2 separate regions of the Mus musculus genome follow, and region 2 is linked to region 1. A link is a contact called in public promoter capture Hi-C data. All regions are on one chromosome and are shown on one strand. The core of a region is the stretch at or near the end of the contact, and the rest is flanking DNA. Distances in the headings are between cores, read along the strand shown. Region 1 has its middle 31 kb from the start of Dut. Region 2 overlaps Atp8b4 (ATPase, class I, type 8B, member 4).

Region 1 (2,741 bases), core at 149-2,648:
TCACCACTAAAAACCTAGTTGGCTCTAGAGACACACACAAAGATACAACACTGAAGAAAAACATGTTTTCAGCATCCCTTAGTGCCATGACTACAGTTTATCAGTGATCTAAGTACTATCAGAAACTTTTTTCTAACTTTTAAAAATTAATTTTTTTTACTAATTCACTTTATATCCTGCCCACTGCCCCTTCTGATTACCCCCTCACTCAATCCTTCCCTCCTCCCCCCTCCCCTTCTCGTAAAGGTAGACACCTCCTCTAGTAATGTTCTGAATGGCGAGGATGGGTGAGAAGCTCACATACTTGGCCACACTTGGAAAATTGTGACTTTCTAAGTAACCAGCACGGCAGGTTTGAGCAGCCCATGTGCAGGCTGTGGAGGAACAGGCAAGTTTCAGCATTGCTCTGTGTCATTCCTATGACAGTAGCCATAGAATTCACAGAGGCTTCAATGAGGTCAGAAAGATGCTGCCATCAAGATCCTAGAGAAATGGTGCCTAATGACAGAAAAAACAAACAAACAAACATGTGTTTGGGCAGTAACATAGGCAGGTAATGTCAAAAATGATCCAAAACCTATCAGAGCATTTGACAAAACAAAAATGGAGGCACTTGGAGATGACCTGTGAGGAAAGGTGAAAGCCTAGCATATCTGTAGTATCACTTATCTGCCCCAAGCCTATGACATACAAATGAAACAGGGAATCATGGAAGTCCTGATCCACAAGTGGAGTTAATCACACGTGCACATACTCCATCAAAGGCGGAGATTTTGACAGGACAGACAAAGGATTTCCCCTCTTCCCATTAAGCCATTTAACATTTTCTTGGTTAGACTTGTAGTCCTAGATCTCTTTCAACGCAGCACTCTAAAAAGCCACTTCCAAGATTCTAGAAGAGACTTAAGGGCCATTTCTGTGATTCCCACTTCCCTCTTCTCCTGTCCTTGATCCACCACTGGGGTTGTGACTAAGGAATTAAGCTGAGCGAGAAGAAGGGGCTTCATCCTAAATAGCTACTACAAAGCAAGACCTCCATCAAAGATGTGGACTAGTCACTCTCTACTGTAATGATATTTGTCTCAGTCAAAGTACTCGGAGGGAAACTGAGGAGGCTGCTCTCTGCTGAGCACGAAAAAGGAAACCGCAGGGTTTTATATGAGAAGAATAAACCATGACTTATCCTGTTTGAGCTCTCAATGACAAGATTCCATAGGGCTGATATGGACTGTTTCAACATTAATTACATAAATTTGGCAACCACAGCTGGCTCTATCCTTAAGATTTTTAATAACCTCTTAATTTGCCAAGCTTCCCGATGACTTCAAATAGTTGTCCAGCCCAGGGGCCCTCCTAAGTGGGACAGTGACTCACTGCCCCGAGACTCCCCTTGCACAGCTCACTGGACTTCGGCCATTCTCGCTTTCCTCCTCAACTCTGTCTTCCTCCCATGCTCTCCCCAGATGGATTGTTAAGTTCCTTTGTTTGGTCTACTCATTGCCGGGCTCCACCCATGATTGCTTCACCTTCTCCTGGCTGCTCTTATCTGTCTCAACTGCCCTTTTAGCAACCCCGTGGTGCAGTGGGCTGCATTCTCTGGCTCTAGCCCACTCTTCCCCAGTTCCTGTCTTCCCATCCTCCGTGCTTCTCTGTTTCCCAAGTCCCCACCCTTCCTGGTCCACCCGAGTGTTCCTCTCCAAGGTCTGTCCTTCTACACAGGTTTCTTGTTAAATGTCCCCTGCTGAAATTCAACTTCAAAGGACCTTGGTCATTTTCTTGTCAAGAGGTTGGCATTTGTCTTGGTGCTCTCTTCACAGGCTCTTGCTCCTGTCTTGTCCACAGATAGACTTTAGTCCTTATCATGTGGGCCTTGGAAATACAAGTTCAAGCTTGCTTTCTTCCTTACTGGAGTGAGTGGGAGGATAAAGAGCAGAGAGCCCTTGTATGAGTTACTTGTGTTATTGTTGTGATCACATACCAGCAAGAAGCATTTTTTTTTTTAAGAAAGAATGGAGGCCGGAATGTCATCAGCCTCCCCAGTACCTGAGTGGAACAGGGCATTCTGTGTCGGGTAGCTGAGGCAGACAGCTGTAGTAACCATCACATCTGTCATTTAGGGTTTCCAGCCTGCCTGCTCCACAGGCAATAGTCAGATGTTAACTCCCCAATATCTGTTTCTAAAAACCCTTCCTCTGCCATTTTTATTCTTCTGTGAAATAAATACACACACACACACACACACACACACTGCCCAATTGATTAACATAGGCCTTGAACCTTTCACTTTTTCCTCAATCTTTCTGCAATTCTTAAGTCACATAAATGCATATTTTCAAACCCTTATTTTAATGTATGCACATATTTATATTTTTGCATGTGCTTATGTGCATAAAAGTGCAGGTGCCTGCAGCAGTGTCAGATTGCCCTGGAACTGGAGTTACTGGCCATTGTGAGCCATTCACTGTGGGTGCTTGGATATGAACTTGGGCCCTTTGTAGAAACAGTAGGTGTTTTTAACCCATGGATACCTTCTCCAGTCCCTAAACATGTTATTTAAGGTCTTCTAGGTTGGCAAAAGAAGAAATAAATGTAACAACACAATCATCAACAATAAGGAAGGCAATGGAGGACTTTTTTCCCTGAATATTCCGTTTCCCTTCATATTTCACCTCAGGTTTCTCTCACCTCCCCTTGGCTCTGGCTGGTCTGCCCACTCCCATAGGCTCTGGCTCTTCTGCCCA
Region 2 (2,700 bases), core at 145-2,644, 1.2 Mb after region 1:
CACCAAAATGAACTCTTGCAAGTGGATGGTGACATTGAAGCATAACTCTCCACAGCTGACGGCTGGCGTGAGTGCGGCCGGGAAGGGCTCAGTCCTATTTGAGAGGCAGGTGTCACAGTTTGACCATGCTCCAGTGAGTTCACAGATAACGCAAATTGGGCTTAAGGGGGTTCTATTCATTTTTATTTTTACTTTTTTTATTTTACCTCCCTGAAGGGAGATCATAAGGGTGGAAGGACTGAGAAATGAGTTTGATCAGTGTGCGTGATGTGAAATTTCCAGGGAATCAATAGAAATGTTATATTGGGAAAACAAAACAAAACAAAAAAAGAGCAGTGGTGACCAGTGCTATAAAACCAAGTTTTGAAGGTAATATGTCCCAGTTAGACTCCAAAAAATACTAAAATAAGATCCAAAATTCTGCTACATTTTACTGAATAAAACATCTAAAGATGTCAAAAGGGGGAGGAAGAAAATACATCACAGTTCACTTTTAGAATTCTGGCTGGTTTTGTTTTTTTCTCAAATTAAAATTCTTATTTAAAAATAAATGTAATTCTGGAGGATTCATCTAAAAAGAACTGACCTAAGTTTCAGCAACTTATGAAACTTTAGCCTAACAAACCTCTACGTGTATCTGAAAGGTTGACAGTCCAAGTCTCTAAAATCTTTTATTTAGAAAGACATTATAATGGCTTTATCTTCAAGTCTTAGATTTTAAGTTCAAAATCAACCCACTCAGTTAATTGTCTGGGTTGTTTAAATTATCAAAAACGGGGGGCGGGGGGGACAATGAGAGTTGTTTAAATGAAGGCTCCATGATAGCTCCCAGAGGAACAAACGCCCCTGCATCCTGGTGACTCTCTCAGCTCTGAAGGAATCACCACAGAAGCCAGTCAAGGCAGAAACTGCTTTGTGAGCCCCTCGGTGTGTTCCATGCAAACCCCCTCAGAGAATATGTCCATCTGGGGCCCACTCTTACACTAACGCTCACCTAATCCTGACCCAAAAAAAAAAAAAGAATCTGTGCTGGGGGGTAGATTCGCCTTGATCTCCGGTCATATGTTCCAGTTTCACCATGTCCTGGCAGACGGCATGCTAGCGGTAAAGGTGAATGCCCTTTGGAGCTACGGCTATCATCTTAAGGATAGAAAGATAACTTTAAACACAAGCTAAAATTCCTTATTGTAATAATGCATAATTAGAACTCTTTATGGTGCATGGATAAAGATGCCTGTTGGTATCTGGTGTAGCTTTTCCTCAGAGCTCTGTGTAGATGGTAATGCAATGTCACTGTTCAATATTGAATCTGGCTGTGTTTAATGCTTCCTCTGCAGTAAACCAGGGGCAGAGCCACCTCAACCTCAGACAAGCGACTAAGGTTCCACTGCCACCTAGTGGCTAAGGTCTCTTAACCAGCACTCACCCAACTTAGACTGGAACACGGGAGTACCTTAACCCTCCTGTCTAACTTTCCCTACTCTGTCTCCCTGGAAACCTACCCTCCTACCTCTTCCTAAACCCTCTCATGTCACCTTTGATATCGCTGACCATTCCTCTCCTCACTCACACCCTCTTCTCTTCCCTACTGCTAACATCTTCCTTGGAGGCTTTTTTTAGTTATCATTAAAGAGTGTGTGTGGGAGAACAAGATTGATGGTGTCCATCCAGCAGAGTAAGTTGTGAAAGGCATCTAGCACACAGTTAGAGTTAGACTTTCTAAGGCACTCTGCAATAATCCTGAAAGGGAACGGGCAAAGAATTATAGCAATAGCCTTGCTAGTCCTTGGTCAAGCTTTTGTCAGAGGTGGTGGGCTAGTAGTGTGAGCAAACTACCGAGAGGCCATAGCAGAGACATACAACAGGGAGAGAAAGTGTGATTGTCCAGATGCCTAGCTGGACCAGGCCAACGCCACCTTCCATTATCCCCTAGTCTTTTCTTTTATCAGTTATTGGTGGAAGGATTCAGCTATGACTCCACATAGGAAGCAGCATGCAGCATGCTCCAACACAAACACCTTTCCCCCAGCCTTCCTGGGCAAGAGAAAAACCCGAGCAGATACCCAGTGGAAGCTTAAAGGCAGTATTCCCATCCGAAGAAACTTGAGAATAATCTACTGGATATCTTTGAGGCCTCAGAGCCAAATACATTGTCTCCAGGGTTCATTGGGTGTAAATGTTCGTTAAGTTAAAGAAGAAAAGAAAACACTGAGGAATAGTATCAATCCACAGCCATGAAATTTCTTAAGAACTTATAAAAAACACTCTCATAACTTAATCAATTCATTGCCTATGCAAATCTGTGAGGGAAAAGGGAAAGGGACTCCCCTATATCCAGCAGAGGCCATCAGAGGTCATGGTGAGTGTCAACAACCCACTTGAAGAGCCTGAGACTAGAGTGTTGGCATCATCCTTGAAAATGCTCCAGGATTAAGTTGTGGGACTAGAAAAATGCCACCGCCCTGATCAAGACTAGTACTCTGCTGTGGTGGCCCCTGGGTTCTAGGATGACATCTGTGAGAAACAGAAATGTTTCTCAGACATGCTTTGCTCGGTATGTCTGTTTTGTCTGCTGCTGTTCAGAACATCCAGGTGTGTGAGTGCTGGGATACCAGAGCCATAACAGAGGGAAAGATGCATTTGTGGGGCGATTGTGAGCATCGCTTTGGGAGCTCCCAGGACTTTCTAGACTGCAGAGCT

Evidence for each region. Promoter capture Hi-C pulls out the DNA fragments that hold promoters and counts their contacts.
Region 2: a contact with region 1 is called in a promoter capture Hi-C map of the HPC-7 cell line, with 4 times the contacts expected there. The contact joins two enhancer-like sites. A contact is called at or near these places in 3 of 39 promoter capture datasets (the 3T3-L1 cell line and the HPC-7 cell line) and 2 of 484 Hi-C or Micro-C datasets (the HPC-7 cell line and cortical neurons).

The regions. Positions count from the first base shown.
Region 1 is chr2:125,277,228-125,279,968 of GRCm38.p6, forward strand. No RefSeq gene overlaps it. Among named protein-coding and RNA genes, the nearest start is that of Dut, 31 kb to the left of the region's middle. Within about 2 kb of position 1,399, at least 43 of the 459 cell types and tissues checked have an H3K27ac peak or open chromatin away from gene starts, as enhancers often do.
Region 2 is chr2:126,428,072-126,430,771 of GRCm38.p6, forward strand. All of the region lies in intron 7 of Atp8b4 (ATPase, class I, type 8B, member 4), which reads right to left. Among named protein-coding and RNA genes, the nearest start is that of Atp8b4, 62 kb to the right of the region's middle. Within about 2 kb of position 1,395, at least 18 of the 459 cell types and tissues checked have an H3K27ac peak or open chromatin away from gene starts, as enhancers often do.